3 separate regions of the Mus musculus genome follow, and regions 2 and 3 are each linked to region 1. Evidence: chromatin contacts called from public HiChIP or PLAC-seq and promoter capture Hi-C data. All regions are on one chromosome and are shown on one strand. The core of a region is the stretch at or near the end of the contact, and the rest is flanking DNA. Distances in the headings are between cores, read along the strand shown. Region 1 holds the start of Adamts6 (a disintegrin-like and metallopeptidase (reprolysin type) with thrombospondin type 1 motif, 6). Region 2 has its middle 3.7 kb from the start of Gm41048. Region 3 holds the start of Shisal2b (shisa like 2B).

Evidence for each region. Promoter capture Hi-C pulls out the DNA fragments that hold promoters and counts their contacts. HiChIP or PLAC-seq counts read pairs in DNA pulled down with a chosen protein or histone mark.
Region 2: an H3K27ac HiChIP or PLAC-seq map of embryonic stem cells shows a contact between it and region 1, with 6 times the contacts expected there. The contact joins the enhancer-like site here to the promoter of Adamts6 in region 1. A contact is called at or near these places in 5 of 39 promoter capture datasets (the 3T3-L1 cell line, the C10 cell line, embryonic stem cells and 2 more), 1 of 15 datasets of contacts at CTCF or cohesin (pro-B cells), 7 of 484 Hi-C or Micro-C datasets (the G1E-ER4 cell line, cerebral cortex, embryonic fibroblasts and 4 more), 10 of 115 datasets of contacts at active chromatin or transcription factors (the 230-238 cell line, acute myeloid leukemia, bone marrow-derived macrophages and 4 more) and 1 of 9 other capture datasets (embryonic stem cells).
Region 3: a promoter capture Hi-C map of trophoblast stem cells shows a contact between it and region 1, with 4 times the contacts expected there. The contact joins the promoter of Shisal2b here to the promoter of Adamts6 in region 1. A contact is called at or near these places in 12 of 39 promoter capture datasets (the 3T3-L1 cell line, the C10 cell line, the HPC-7 cell line and 6 more), 7 of 115 datasets of contacts at active chromatin or transcription factors (astrocytes, double positive thymocytes, embryonic hindbrain and 3 more) and 2 of 9 other capture datasets (adipose tissue and pancreatic islet).

Annotation. Positions count from the first base shown.
Region 1 is chr13:104,286,022-104,290,413 of GRCm38.p6, forward strand. Adamts6 (a disintegrin-like and metallopeptidase (reprolysin type) with thrombospondin type 1 motif, 6) reads left to right here and starts at 1,814. Exons shown (of 25, transcript NM_001081020.2): 1 at 1,814-1,979.
Region 2 is chr13:104,908,839-104,913,230 of GRCm38.p6, forward strand. No RefSeq gene overlaps it. Among named protein-coding and RNA genes, the nearest start is that of Gm41048, 3.7 kb to the right of the region's middle. Within about 2 kb of position 2,368, at least 9 of the 459 cell types and tissues checked have an H3K27ac peak or open chromatin away from gene starts, as enhancers often do. A contact at or near this core is called in embryonic stem cells, where this site is marked.
Region 3 is chr13:104,861,840-104,866,231 of GRCm38.p6, forward strand. It overlaps Shisal2b (shisa like 2B), which reads right to left and starts at 2,054. Exons shown (of 3, transcript NM_029984.1): 1 at 1,684-2,054. The coding sequence starts at 1,874.

The sequences.
Region 1 (4,392 bases), core at 564-3,063:
TTTCTCTATGGTTTAATGCCAGGGGCTTTTTCCTGGTAAATGAAAGTGAAAGTGCTATGTCGGGGTGGTATTTTATCTTTAAAGGCTGAACTGGCAGCTGATGTGGAGGGGGAGGTGGGATTGGAAAGCAAGAAGAACCGGTTCTAAATGTTTTGTTTGTTTATCTTGAGATCTCAGCAGGGCTCCCGTGTTGTCGCTGCGGCCCCCACCCCCAACCTTTTTAGGGGGCTGACTTAGGCTTTATTTTCTTTTGAGCAATCATTGAAGTTTCTTTCAATCTACTACAAACAAGCAAAAACAAACAAACAAACAAACAAACAAAAACAACTAAAACACCCCCCCCCCCCGCCCCCTCACTTGTGGCTTTCCCTGGTGCAGTTTAAAACACCATCTAGTCTCTCATCTGGAAATAATGCAATACTCCCCACCCCCTTTTCCTTTTATAGGTCCACATAACCTGAAGTCGATAATCACATGGAAAATGTGCAGGTCTCAATTTCGTTTCCTTTTTATTCTTTTGGTGGTATTTTCACTTGTTGAAGTATATATTCAACACACAGGCGTTTTGTTCATGTCTTTAAGTCTTGAAATTTTGCTCTACTGATCTGACTCCTTACATGACAAAATTTATGAATAACTTTTAAATATTTACTGCAGAAATTAAAATAAAACAAACAAACAAAAGTCAGAGAATGACACCAAAAATTCTAACAGTGACATTAGTCTACCCACCCCATCCCCCACCCCCTACCCCGTGCCTTTCCTTTTTCCAAGAAACTGTAAATAACAAACCAGACAAGACTCCGCAAGAGGTTAGAGGAGGAGGAAATAGGCGGGGTGGGTTAGGGGAGAGAGGTTAGAGGGCCGGAGTTTCTCTCATTCACAGGGTGGAAAAGTTGACATTGTCTAAGCCCTTCTGAATGGCTGGTGGTTGGATACCCCGATTGTACCTCTACTTCCCCTCCCCCTCCACGTGACGACCCAGGACACATGCGCACCCGACGCAGCCGAGGCACATCTGCAGACTGACGTCAGTTTGTTCTGCCTCTGAGGAAAGCTGCCAAAATTTTCTTCTGCTGCAATTGAAGTTGGCTTGGGGCCGGCAGTGAGCTCGAGGGCTACTTCAACAAAACTTTTCCTGCCCTTCCTGCTCCTCTTGTCTTCTCTCTCCTGATACCTTTTGATGCTCTGCACATGTTATTTGCATAGCAAAGGCACTAAGCTGTCCAGGAAGAGAGGGCACCACTTCCACCCCTAATAAGCCTTTCCCCTCCTCTTTCTTTTTTCCTTTTTTTTTTTTTTTGAGGGGGGGTGGGTGGGGGGAGGGAGGGAGTTGGGGGTTGCAAAGCACTTCTCAGGTTGATAGCCTTGGATGTATTGAACGGATTTTTTTCTTTTCTTTTCTTTTTTTCTTTTCTTTTCTTTTTTTTTTTTTTTAACTGCCAAATCGGAAAGTCTGTTCTTTAAAACTCCAGTTAGCGAGACTATAGGGTTTTATTCTGGCTGCAGAATAACTGGCTGGTGTGGCTTTGCAAGGGGGGGCGGGCAGGCAAAAAGAAAAGACAGAAAAGAATACGTGAGTCGTCCAGTGCAATCTCTATTGTTTGAAATTTACTTTTTATCAGAATTTGAAGATGAAAACGGTAAGGAAGACTTCACAATATTCAATGAAACCTTAAAAAAAAAAACCCAACAACTTGTGCTTTGCTTATCTTCCGAAAAACGCTTAGATATTCTCTCTCTGTCTCTCTCTCCCTCTCCCTCTCCCTCTCTCCCCTTCTCTCCCTCTCTCTCTCTCCCTCCCCCTCTTCTCTCTCTCTCTCTCTCTCTCTCTCTCTCTCTCTCTCTCACTCTCTGTGTTGTGTCTGCGCGCGCGTGCGTGCTTTATGGCAAGAAGTGAGTTTCACTAAACTCACATTACAGATAGAAATCTTTTAAACTCTAGTCTACTCGTGGATGTAAAATTCCGGGGCTTACAGGTATTTTATAATGTGAAAATACGCGCTTATTGTATGAATTTGCATGTTGTGCGAAGTGGACTTGATTATGATCATCGTGGACTTTTAACTAATCACCAGATAGCGTGGAGAAGGTAATGATGATGTGTGTTTTTAATCGATTTCCAGACTTATGAAATTGCCTTCTGAGAATCCGTTTCATGTCAGTGTCTTTAGTATTCAGACAAGTGCATATTTCATGCCTGTGCTCTCAGGGTAGCAGTAGTGTGCTGGCTGAGCACCGATGCTCTAGGATATGTTAAGCTCTTAATAGGCTAATCAAAGAGATGAAAGCGTGTGGTTTTGATTTACTTTTGCCCACTTGGGCCATGCTAGACTCATAACTCTCTGGAGCCTTGTTTATCAGAGTATGTCTGTATATATGGTATATAAGACTGAAGTTCAGTGACTGGGGAGAGAGAACAAGAGTGCTGAAGGGAGTATTGGAAAATCTTTCTGATAATATATGCTATAATTCATGTTTTTGATAAGCTGTCCACTTGTATTAGGGGCAAAGAGAGCAAGCCAGAGTAAGAAAGCACACTGAGAGGGAACAAGAGAGTAAGTTTCTTACTCTTGTTTTTATTTGAGCTGCTGGTGCAACGCGTTTGGGCCAAATGCCAACTGTCTGGGTCACACGCGTTTTATCCAAATAGATTTAGCGCTGCTGTCTGGAAATGGGCTGCTGAATGTTAACTTTAGGATCAACTCAACCAGGGCAGCTCAGACTGTTACCCTCTGTCTGGATGAGGTGGAATGGGAAGGGGGGTTGTGTGTGGGAGGGTGTGCAGAGAAGAGGGGAGAAAAGGGAAACCAAACCATTGCTTGGAACTTTAAAAAAATACACTGAATATAATTTTCAATTTACTCTCTTGTGTTCAGAATTTTTGTACTATTTTTTCTTTCTTTTTCATTTCTTTTCTTAAGATTATTTTGATTAGACTGAACTATTTAGTGGTGAATTTGGAGCCCTTAAAATTCATGACAGGGAAAGAAAGGCAATGTAAAACTTAAAGGCGTCTTAGAAAATTAATTTTGAAGATGATTATTTTCCCCAAAGCAGCAGTGCAGCCTTGTTTATATTAACCTGATGCTTACATGTGAATAGTAGTGATGTTTTTGGAGTGTGCTACATTAAAGCAAATCATTCATTTATCACAACTGGCAGCAAATTTTTCTGTGTAGTTATATTAATATTTTTTGTTATTCCTCAGAGTAAATCTTCCAATCATTTAAGACTGAAATATTGTAAATAATTTTTATGTTTAGTCTAAAAACCTGCAAAATTTCTCTCTATTCTTGTCTGTTTTTACTACTTCCTCTTCATTTCCTTAGCAACCAAAAGTAGCTACTAGTGGTTTAGGGTGGGTCTGTGTGCCAAATCTTGCTGTTTGTGAGCTTAGCAACAGATGAATTGAGTTATCATATTGAGGAAAGGTAATAGCATATTTGGATTTTGTGGGAAGGGGGAGAAAAAAGATGTAGATAATTTGTCATAGTTTTACAAAAACAAATCCAAAACCAAAGTTGGTTATCAGTATTTTACACTAATACCAAGGAAGAGAAAAGTCATTTTTTAACGAAAAAAAAAAATGTTTCAATACAAGTATTTACCTTTAGCTTTGAGAGAATTATGGAATTTAGAGATTTATTTTGAGGAATTTTGTTTTGTATTGTTGCTTTTCTTAATAGATAAGTTTTGATCTTGTGTTTAATTATACTTTTCTTTGGTGACAAATCTTACAAAATTTATAAGTGATCAAAATCTTTTATAATTAGAATCTTATTGTGTCTTTAGAATACAATAGTTAATAAGTATTTGTTGAGAGAAAAAAATTGAAAATGAAATGCAAGGTTTTTCATGTTTAAAAATAAAGAGCCTGAAAGGATCATGGTACTGTTGCTTTTTCCATGGAAACCAAATCAGCTTTAAAAGAAACATCCAGAATTAAGATGGATGGAAAAAGTTGGGAAATAGTTAATTATGTTTTCTAGCTTCATAACAGTTAATGAGAGGAAATTATTACTTTAGCTACTTCTACATCACTTGAGTGGAAAGTCAGGCCATAAAGAAAAAATCAAGTAAGAGGCTTCAACTAGGGCAAACTACTGAGAGAATCACTGTAGTACAAGTTGTCTGGTATTATTTCTTCTACATAGCTAGTGTAGCTTAAAAATATGGAAGCAGTTAAATTATCCTTTAAACTGCTGGCTGGGTTATTTATAGTATGAGTAAAAGTCATATACAAAAAATCAAATTGAACTGGATATTTTTCTTACATAATTATCATAGCCTAGGTTCTCTACTCTGGTTTAAAAGAGATGGCAGTTTCCATATTGGATCCATGATATCCTACTATTCTACATTTTCTAGAGAGGAGGAATATGAAACTAG
Region 2 (4,392 bases), core at 1,118-3,617, 620 kb after region 1:
GTGCTCTGACTGAACGCAGCTGGATGGCGGTTTAAATCTCAGTCTGACTGTGCCTCACCCCTGCACACAATGAAAGGGACCTCACGAACAGCACATCACCCCCCATCTCCAGGAGCCCTTTTATCAATTGAGTGATTATGTTTCTTTGCTGAAAAAAGCTGAACAGTTTAGAGATGCTCATTTCAATGGTTCTTTTAAAAGTCGTGGTTTTGTTCCTTCGTTTTCCAGGCCCTGCCTGCATGCACAAAGGCGAGCACAGGTCCCAGTGCTGTTCACTGCCATCAGGTAGCAGCCGTCTTGACTTTGAGTGATTCCGAAATATCTTACATGTGTATGTGTGATCTGCACCTGCATGGTGTGAGGGCTTGTTAGAGCGTCCAAATTTTATTTGCTGATATTTCAGTTTTCTGTTCTGCCCTATGTCATAATTGATCTCTCTCTCTCTCTCTGTCTCTATCTGTTATTGACCCCCCTCAACACACACACACACACACACACACACACACATATATACCTATTTTTTCAGAAACACAAAAAATGATGAATTCTGAGTTGTGTAGGAAAAAAAACAAACAAACCATACAAACCTGTCAGAAAGTTTAAGCCATGATTCAATTGCCAGAGAATCAATGTATTAGAGATCATTTTCTATATAATTTTTTATGGTCTGGTATGAAATTTTTTCCCCTCCCAATAATTTCAATTTTTTTTCTCTGTAAAATCTTTTGACAGAACAATTTGGACAAATACGATTGTTTTAATCTTCCATTCCCTGGATAGTCCTCTGTCTCATCCTGCCCCACTGTCTTCATCCTGGTTACACAGATCCTAACTGGCCTTTCCATTTCCCATCTTCATCCTGGCCTTTTCATTTCCCAGCTTAATTCCCTTGGGTTCGTTCACTAGAAAGAACTTGAAAACGAGAGCAACTTGGTTCCCTGAAAAAAGCCATGGTAATCCTTTATGAGAACAAACCAGTCAGGCAACACCACTTAAAAGCAATGCTTTGTCAAGGTTACAGGAAACCTCCCTTCTGGAACCTTCTGGTGCATTCACAGATCCAGAGAAAGAGTGTGTGAAGGCAACGAGACTGAGGGCCACCAACCATGGCTGTCAGGCAGAGCTCTATTTCTCACTGTGAAGAAGTGAACTGTAAATTCTTGGGTTCATTTGACTCCTCTGAATTTTAACGACGAAGATTTTGTCTTTCATTCCTTTATAAAAACAGTGTCCGGGACCTTCTAGGTTGTGGGATCAAACTCAGCATATTCTCGACTACCATGGTGTCAGTTCTTGGAGTCAACATGCCACAACTAAATAAGATGGTGAAATCCCACACAAATCCTTCCCAGACTTTCTCATTATGTCTGCTCCAACTGCCTTTCTTCTCGTAGCACTCCCTTAGGAGCTCAGCCCTGTGGTCCAGGCAAACTCAGTCAACCTAGCTCCACATTTCCCTTCTCCTGGATTTCAGCTGACAGTGGTCTATTTGCTCTTTCTCACCCTTGCAACCTGTCAGTCCCTGCTACCTGACCCAGTTAATTCAATTTAAGTGTGATCTCATCTGGTTTTCCTCTTTCCTTTCCCAGCCACAAATGAGTCACTGCTCCTGCACAATACTTGGTTGATGCCACCCCTGTCTGCTCTCTCAGTCCAGGATGCTCTGCGTGTCCTTCCCACTTCCGTTTATATTTCATTCTGGTTTTAACTTAAGCCATTTCCTTAGGGAGGCCTTTTCTAACTCCCAAGTGTATTTTCCAACAACACTCTGACTACCATGAGAACGGTCATCACAATTCCTCTGGTGGAGTCTGCTCTCCAGTGTTCTTTGTGCTTCATGAATGTGAGGGCAAGTCTCCTTTATTTATCTCTTAATATTTAGGTACTGTATTGCAGAATGGCGCATAGCAGATGCAAAAAAAAAAAAAATCTGTCTTCCAAGTGGTGTTGAACAAACTCAGTTTTAATGAAACATATGTTATTATGTTCCTACCATGTCCCAAGCAGGGCTGTAAACATATGTTATTATGCTCCTACCATGTCCCAAGCAGGGTTGTAGGTGCTCAGGACATATCAGTGCACAAAGAATATGGGGATCCCAGGGCTGGTGGGGGTAGCTCAGTTGGTAGAGTATATCTCTACTATTCAAGAAGCACTGGGCTATATCCTCATCATTACATAGACCTAGGTGTGGAAGTGTACCCTGTAATCCCAGTCTGTGGGAGGTGATGGCAAGAGAAGCAGATATTTAAGGTTATTCCTGCCAATTCATCCTTGGAGCCTGGAACCAGCTGCAGGTGATGATGTGCAGAATAGGGCGTAATCTCCAGAATAGCTCCAGGGCCTCTCAGCAGGTAGCAGTATCTTGAAGAGGAACAGCCAAGGTGGCAGAACATTAGAGTGATCTAGGGAGGAAGGCTCCACCCTAGATAATCTCCTTAGTGGCAGCAAGGTCAGGTTCTGGCTTAGCCTGTTTCAGGTTTTTGGGAGGCTACATCTCCTCCCTGTTATTAATATTAATAAAAAGCTGGACTGAGGTATAAAATTTATTTATGCTCCATAGTCCTGCCTGGGAATTATGGTGGCTGGCGGCCGTGCCTGCCTTAGGATCTCAGATCCTCTCGAACCATCCAATTCCGTTATCAGAAGTTACATGCAGTGAGTTTGTGTTATAATTCACACAAACATGGCTCTATGGTGTAATATCAACGGCCACTGCCTTTTGGCATGTACCCCTGTCTTAGATTGGTATGATCTGGGATCTGGTTGCCTGTCATTGGCTAACTGGCCCTCATAGCGCACCTTATTCCCAAATCAGACCAAAGGGACAAGACAATATGTACTTAGAATTCTTGATGAAAATTAATAACTGCCACCTGCAAGCTGTTGGGGGCGGGGATGCACACCTGCTGCAGTCAGGCTGAAGGGCGTTGACTGACCTGCTTGAAAACAAAGTCTAGACAGTGAAAGGCACACTACAAAAGCTTCTTTTGGGGAAGTCCAGATACTCCATTCATTTGCAAATTAGCAACGATCAGGCTAGACCTAGAGCTCCGGGTGTGGAGGAGGTGACTTTGAGAATTGCAGAAAGGCTTACAGCTTCCCTGGGAGTGGAGGCTGTGCTTTAATTTAATTTTTTGGCTAAAGAGGATTTTTAGCCATAATCAAGGTTAGAGTCATACTTGCTAGAAGATTCAGGATCTGTGTCTAGTTGACGAACTAATCTCTCAGGCAGCCATTGAGCTCCATCTTCTTTTTGTGAAAAAACACAGACTGAGCCCCTTCCCCAGATTAGAAGAAAAGAAGGAGAAGAAGCCAAGGAGGAGGAGGAGGAGGAGGAGGAGGAGGAGGAGGAGGAGGAGGACGAAGAAGAAGAAGAAGAAGAAGAAGAAGAAGAAGAAGAAGAAGAAGCAGCAGCAGCAGCAGCAGCAGCAGCAGCGGAGCATTGGATGGTTCTGAAATCAGTTTTATAGGAGAGGCAGAAGTAAGAGCCTGTGCCCAGTGGTTTAGGAGAAAAGGAGAAACATGCAGGATTAATGAATGCATGAAACCCTATCACCTCCATCTCCTCCTCCCATCTGCTGTCGTCATTATATCAATATCTTCCCTGTGTCTTCTACATTAGGTAGGTCTGGAAGACAGGACAAGGCTGTGTCTTTAAAACTGCGTAGCTGGCGTAGGTACATAGCTTATACTCAATAAATGTTGGTTGAATGACAACAAATATTAAATGAACATAGTCTTGGGGAAAGCTATTGTTACTTATCTTACTTACCATCCTATTCTACTGTTACTTATCTATTTGATGCCCTCAATTATTTTCCAATAATGACCATACCTCACCCACCCACCTCTACCACTGTGGCCTCTAACTGCCCAGCCCGCCCTTCCTTCTCTTCTGATCTCACCTGCTTGTCAGTGTGCCCATATTAAGTCTGTCCCCTAGGAAGGTGAAGGAAGTACAGGATAGCTAGGGTTGTTCGAGAACCCCACATCGGGAGCCTATTATTGAATTGCAGTCCTCATGGGTGAAAGTCACTAAAGACATTCTGATACTCAGTATGCAGGGCAGAGAAGCCAGGTTTCCTGGTACAGCTGAAGGAACTTGAAATAGGAAAATATGCTGTTTTCTTCATTTAACCTGAATTGTAAATGTCCAACAAGAGTATTTTTTTTATCTTTCAAAAGGTAAATATTTTAATTATTTCATCCTGGAAAGCAGACATTTATTTCTCAAGCTGCAAATCAATATACATGGAAAATATCACTTGACAAAAAGCCCACTCATTCCACAAATTTACTATATTTTTCCTAAAATACTGGAATAGTAACAGTTAAAGGAAAACATATTTTGATCACCATATTTCCCTTAAATATATACTGGTAAGAAAA
Region 3 (4,392 bases), core at 804-3,303, 580 kb after region 1:
TACTGACTTCTGTAATATGTTTCGCAGTTGGAGTATTTTAAATTAGGATCGAAGAGCAAAGAATAGAAGAGAAATGAAGCTCTCATAAATGTATCCTCCTGTGGCGTTTCCAGAGCTCAGCAATTCACAGGAACCCCTGGTTCAATGTAGCCAACTGATGCCCCCAGTTAAAGTGATTTTCCTATTTCCCCTGACACTGGACTAACTATCTGTTTTGTCCTGATGAAGATAGACCCCAGAAGGCTGATCCCTCCTTTGTGTTCTCGAAAACCTCAGGAATGTTCAATGGCCCTTTCTGCTTGTCACTGTGGCATCTAGAGATCTGAAGATCTTGGGCACCATTTTCAATAGAGTTTGATTTGGGCATTGCCAGGCTCAGTTGGCACTAATTCTACCCTCATCAACACTTTCAAGCACTCACAGATGAATGACTGTCTGAGCGTGTCTAGAAAAGCCCAGATAACAGGACAGTCCATCACTTTCTTCCCCCAAATAATCTATTGAGGACAAAATAAGTTGACATAATGTTCTGCCAACTTTGTCCTACTTTGTTTGCTATTGATCTGACATGTGTGTCTAGTTCTCGATTGTAATGAGAAAGTGATGTGATAGTAACTCATGCTAGCTAATTCTCTCTCTCCCTGCCTCCCCCTCCTCTACACACACACACACACTCTCTCTCTCTCTCTCTCTCTCTCTCTCTCTCTCTCTCTCTCACACACACACACACACACACACCCTCACACACGCTCACACACACAATTTATGTTAGGAGTTTAAGTTCTTTCCTATAATATTAAGATTCCATTCATTCTGTACACAAAAGAAAAGAATCAAATTTAAAGTTTCTAAGTTTGCAGTCTTCTAGAGGGAGCATTTCAATGTGAAAACAAGCATAAAGTCTGAACAGAAATAAGCGGGGGGTGGGGGTGGGGGTACAATGTAGGAAAAAGAATCAAGAAAGGCTTGTCTTTGAAAAGTGACCAGACGTCAAGCCATGGTCAAATGGTTCAGGTGCGAGGGAAGGGTGTCTAGAAAGGACACACTGTGTGTAAGCAGAGTAACTCAAGCTCTTCCTTCCGTGCTCGACCCTTCAGTCTGGTTGTGCAGTGTCAGTGTCCGAACCGCTGAGAAGAGCAAGTTGTAAAGCCTAGTTGTATGTAGCACCTACTCAAGCCAACACACAAACACACACACACACACACACAGAGAGAGAGAGAGGGAGAGAGAGAGAGAGAGAGAGAGAGAGAGAGAGAGAGACCCCAGCTGCCCAGTGACTCTAAGTACTCCATTGGTCCAATACCTCAACCTGGGTTCCAAAGAAGCGTCCTTTCCATTCAAATGTACCATATCAACAAATACCTGAAGAGGAATTAAAACCTCCAGTCTTGTTAGTAGAGTTTCCAGCTCATCTCACAAGCAGTGGTCCCTGGGGTAGCCTGGGATATATACAGGGTTCTCATTTGTCTCCAGGGTTCTCTGCAGAAACCATTCAGAAATCTGGCGCCTTGGCACGAGGACCTGAACCCAGCCGGAGCTAGACTTCCCTGATTCCAGCTTTGTGTCTTTCACTGGTCACTTTCCCGGGTCTAGAAGGAGGTTGCCCTGCCCAGCCCTGCCCAGCCCTGCCCTGCCCTGCCCTGCCCTGCCCTGCCCTGCCCTGCCCTGCCTTGCCCTGCCCACCTGAGGCTCCACATGTAGCTGTGCTTGTAGGGGAAGTAGCTGCCCGGCTCGCTGCAGCAGTACTTGAGGTCTGCGAAGCCGCAGCAATAGAGCAGCGCGGCCCCATCGCCGCGCTGCGGGCACTGGAAAGGCTCCACGAAGCTGCGGTTGAGGCTGTAGTAGCCCGAGCACAGGCGGCTGCTCTGGCTCATCGCCGGCGGCCGTGCTCAGGATCCCGAGGTGCGTGCGATGTGTGCTCGGACTGCGCTCGTCCCAAGCCCAGGCAACCCTGGGCGCCTCCTGCGATTTGGGGTCCAAGTGCCTGGCACTCAGCCTCTGAGCCCTCTCCGCTCTACCTCCCGCTGTCCACGAGGTGCCGGAGCTCTCTGCTCTCACCGCTGGGTCTGGTCTCTGAGTGGTCCCTTTCTCTGATGGCCCAGCCCTCTGCCTCTTCTCCCTCTCCGGAACTCCGACTGTTTTCTTTGCTCTCTACGGACTCCCTTCCAGTTTCATTCTCTTCATCACAACCTGTAGCAGTCTTCACATCAGAAGGATCTCTGTAGAGGGAACAGCAGAGGTGGGCTTGGGTGCAGTTTACACAGGTACAGCCAAAGTGTCATGGCACTTTGTTTGCCCAGTGACATGGCAAATGGGGTCTGGCTTGCAAAGGCTTTACCTGGGTGGACTACTAATCCAGGTTGGGGAGCAGGCTAGTAAAAGGGCCTCTGATTAGCTTTAGTGAGAGTACAGGGTGTTCAAAGTCAGGTAACAACATTCTCTTAGAAAAATTAACTGTGGGTGTTTTAAAAAAACATACAGTGGCACCCCCATGTTCACCTAAACTACATGGAAAAGGGAGGAAAGGCAAGAGATGGTGGAAAAGAAAGTGAGAAGCTTCCAGAAAGTGAAGCAGAAAGGGGAAGACTTTCGGTCACTTCTGAAGTGCAGAAACCACTTTTTCCGTTGATTCTCATTTTCCTAAGCGATTTGTCCAGTCTTTTGAAATAACATTAGCGATGTGTCCTTGTTGTAGCAAGTCAAACAATACTGCGGGGGGGGGGGGGAGGATAAGAACAAAAATAACAATAGCTTTCACTGGAAGCTAGTGCCTGCAGAATTTCCAGGGCAGAGCACTGTTCATTTTCTTTTCTTTTTTTTTTTCTTTCCATTTTTTATTAGGTATTTAGCTCATTTACATTTCCAATGCTATACCAAAAGTCCCCCATACCCACCTGTTCATTTTCAAATTCTGCTTCCTTCCTTTGGCCAGGGGCTTGATTGGAAGGCAGACATCATGAACTTGTGTGCTGGATATTTTTCTAGTCTTATAAATATTTCCCAGCCATGCTCTGGGACACAGCTACTTGGAAGCAGTTTGATTCTTTCCAATTTGTTTTTAAACCTTGTTAGGCGGGGCCAGCATGGGCCTGGGGACTACATTTTTCCCTACAGAAACCAATGCTTTCTGAATATTCTACTCCATGCATTCAGAATCGCAGTTTACCAGTGGCAGCAGACCCCACCACCTCCAGATCTGTCGGAACTTTTTACTTGATCTTAGCCAAAAAGCGTAGAAGCAGGAACTTTAAAGACCATTCTCTCTACTCTTTTCAATGTTTCTTTCCCCAGCCTCAGACAGCTTCCTCCCCTATGTATACAGATCAGTACTAAGCTGAACATTCTTGTACCTTCGAAGCTAGACTATAGGTCATTTGTCCTCTCACCCAATTCTCTCCTCTCTGGAACCATGTTCTGATACCCCCCATGGCTTCCTGGATTCTCAGCGTCACATTCTCAACTCAGAACCAACCAGACTCCACCTGAATCTCACCCATGCTGCTCAGCAGCTACATTTGTCACAGGGCGGAGGAGGGTGGGTAGGAGGAGCCTCACAAGGCTTCCTTCACCTGTTTCCACTTAGACGCCACATCCTGCAGTGCGCCATATCTACGGCCAGGACCCATTGTGTCGTGGGTTTTGTTTCTTTTTTTTTGTCTAGAGCTGGGAATTCAATCTGGTTTCTAGCATTCCACAGACTCAGCCAGAGATTGGACCCAATTTAGTTAGGTCTGGGCTTGGTCTCTCTCATAGGAATACAATTCTATCACATGCACAGGAAGGCAAAAGAAAGTAGTGGGCAAAAAAAGAGAAAAATGAGGCAGAGAGGAGTAACAAACAAGGGTTTGACTAAATGTTGAGGGCTTTGTGGATTTTTGTTTGAGCTCTTTCTTGCACCTTCATTCTTTTGAGATCCCTGAACTCAAGAGCAAATGTCCCTTTCCAGTAAATGTGCCTTTAAATAATTTTATTTTCGAGACTGGATTCAGTGGGCCTTGAACTTACTATGTTGTCAAAGGTAACCTCGGCCTTCTGATAACTCCTGTCTTCACCTCCCCCCCTCCAGTGTTGGGATGGCAGGCATGCACTGCTATGCCATTTGTATACATATCTAGTATTATTTGCATAGATATCTAATGCTGGGAATCGAATGTAGAGCTTCCTGAATGCTAGGCAAACACTTTACCCATTGAGTCGCATCCACACCCTCACATTGGTTTCTACTACAGACAGGCACCACACAACAACATGGCAATCAATGATGAACCACATATACAGGAGGCAGGGGGACACCCATGCAGTTTTATTGCCTAATGACATTATAACAACCTTAGTTTGTGTAAATACACTCTATAATGTTCACACAACATAGTCAATTAGTAAGGACTCCCA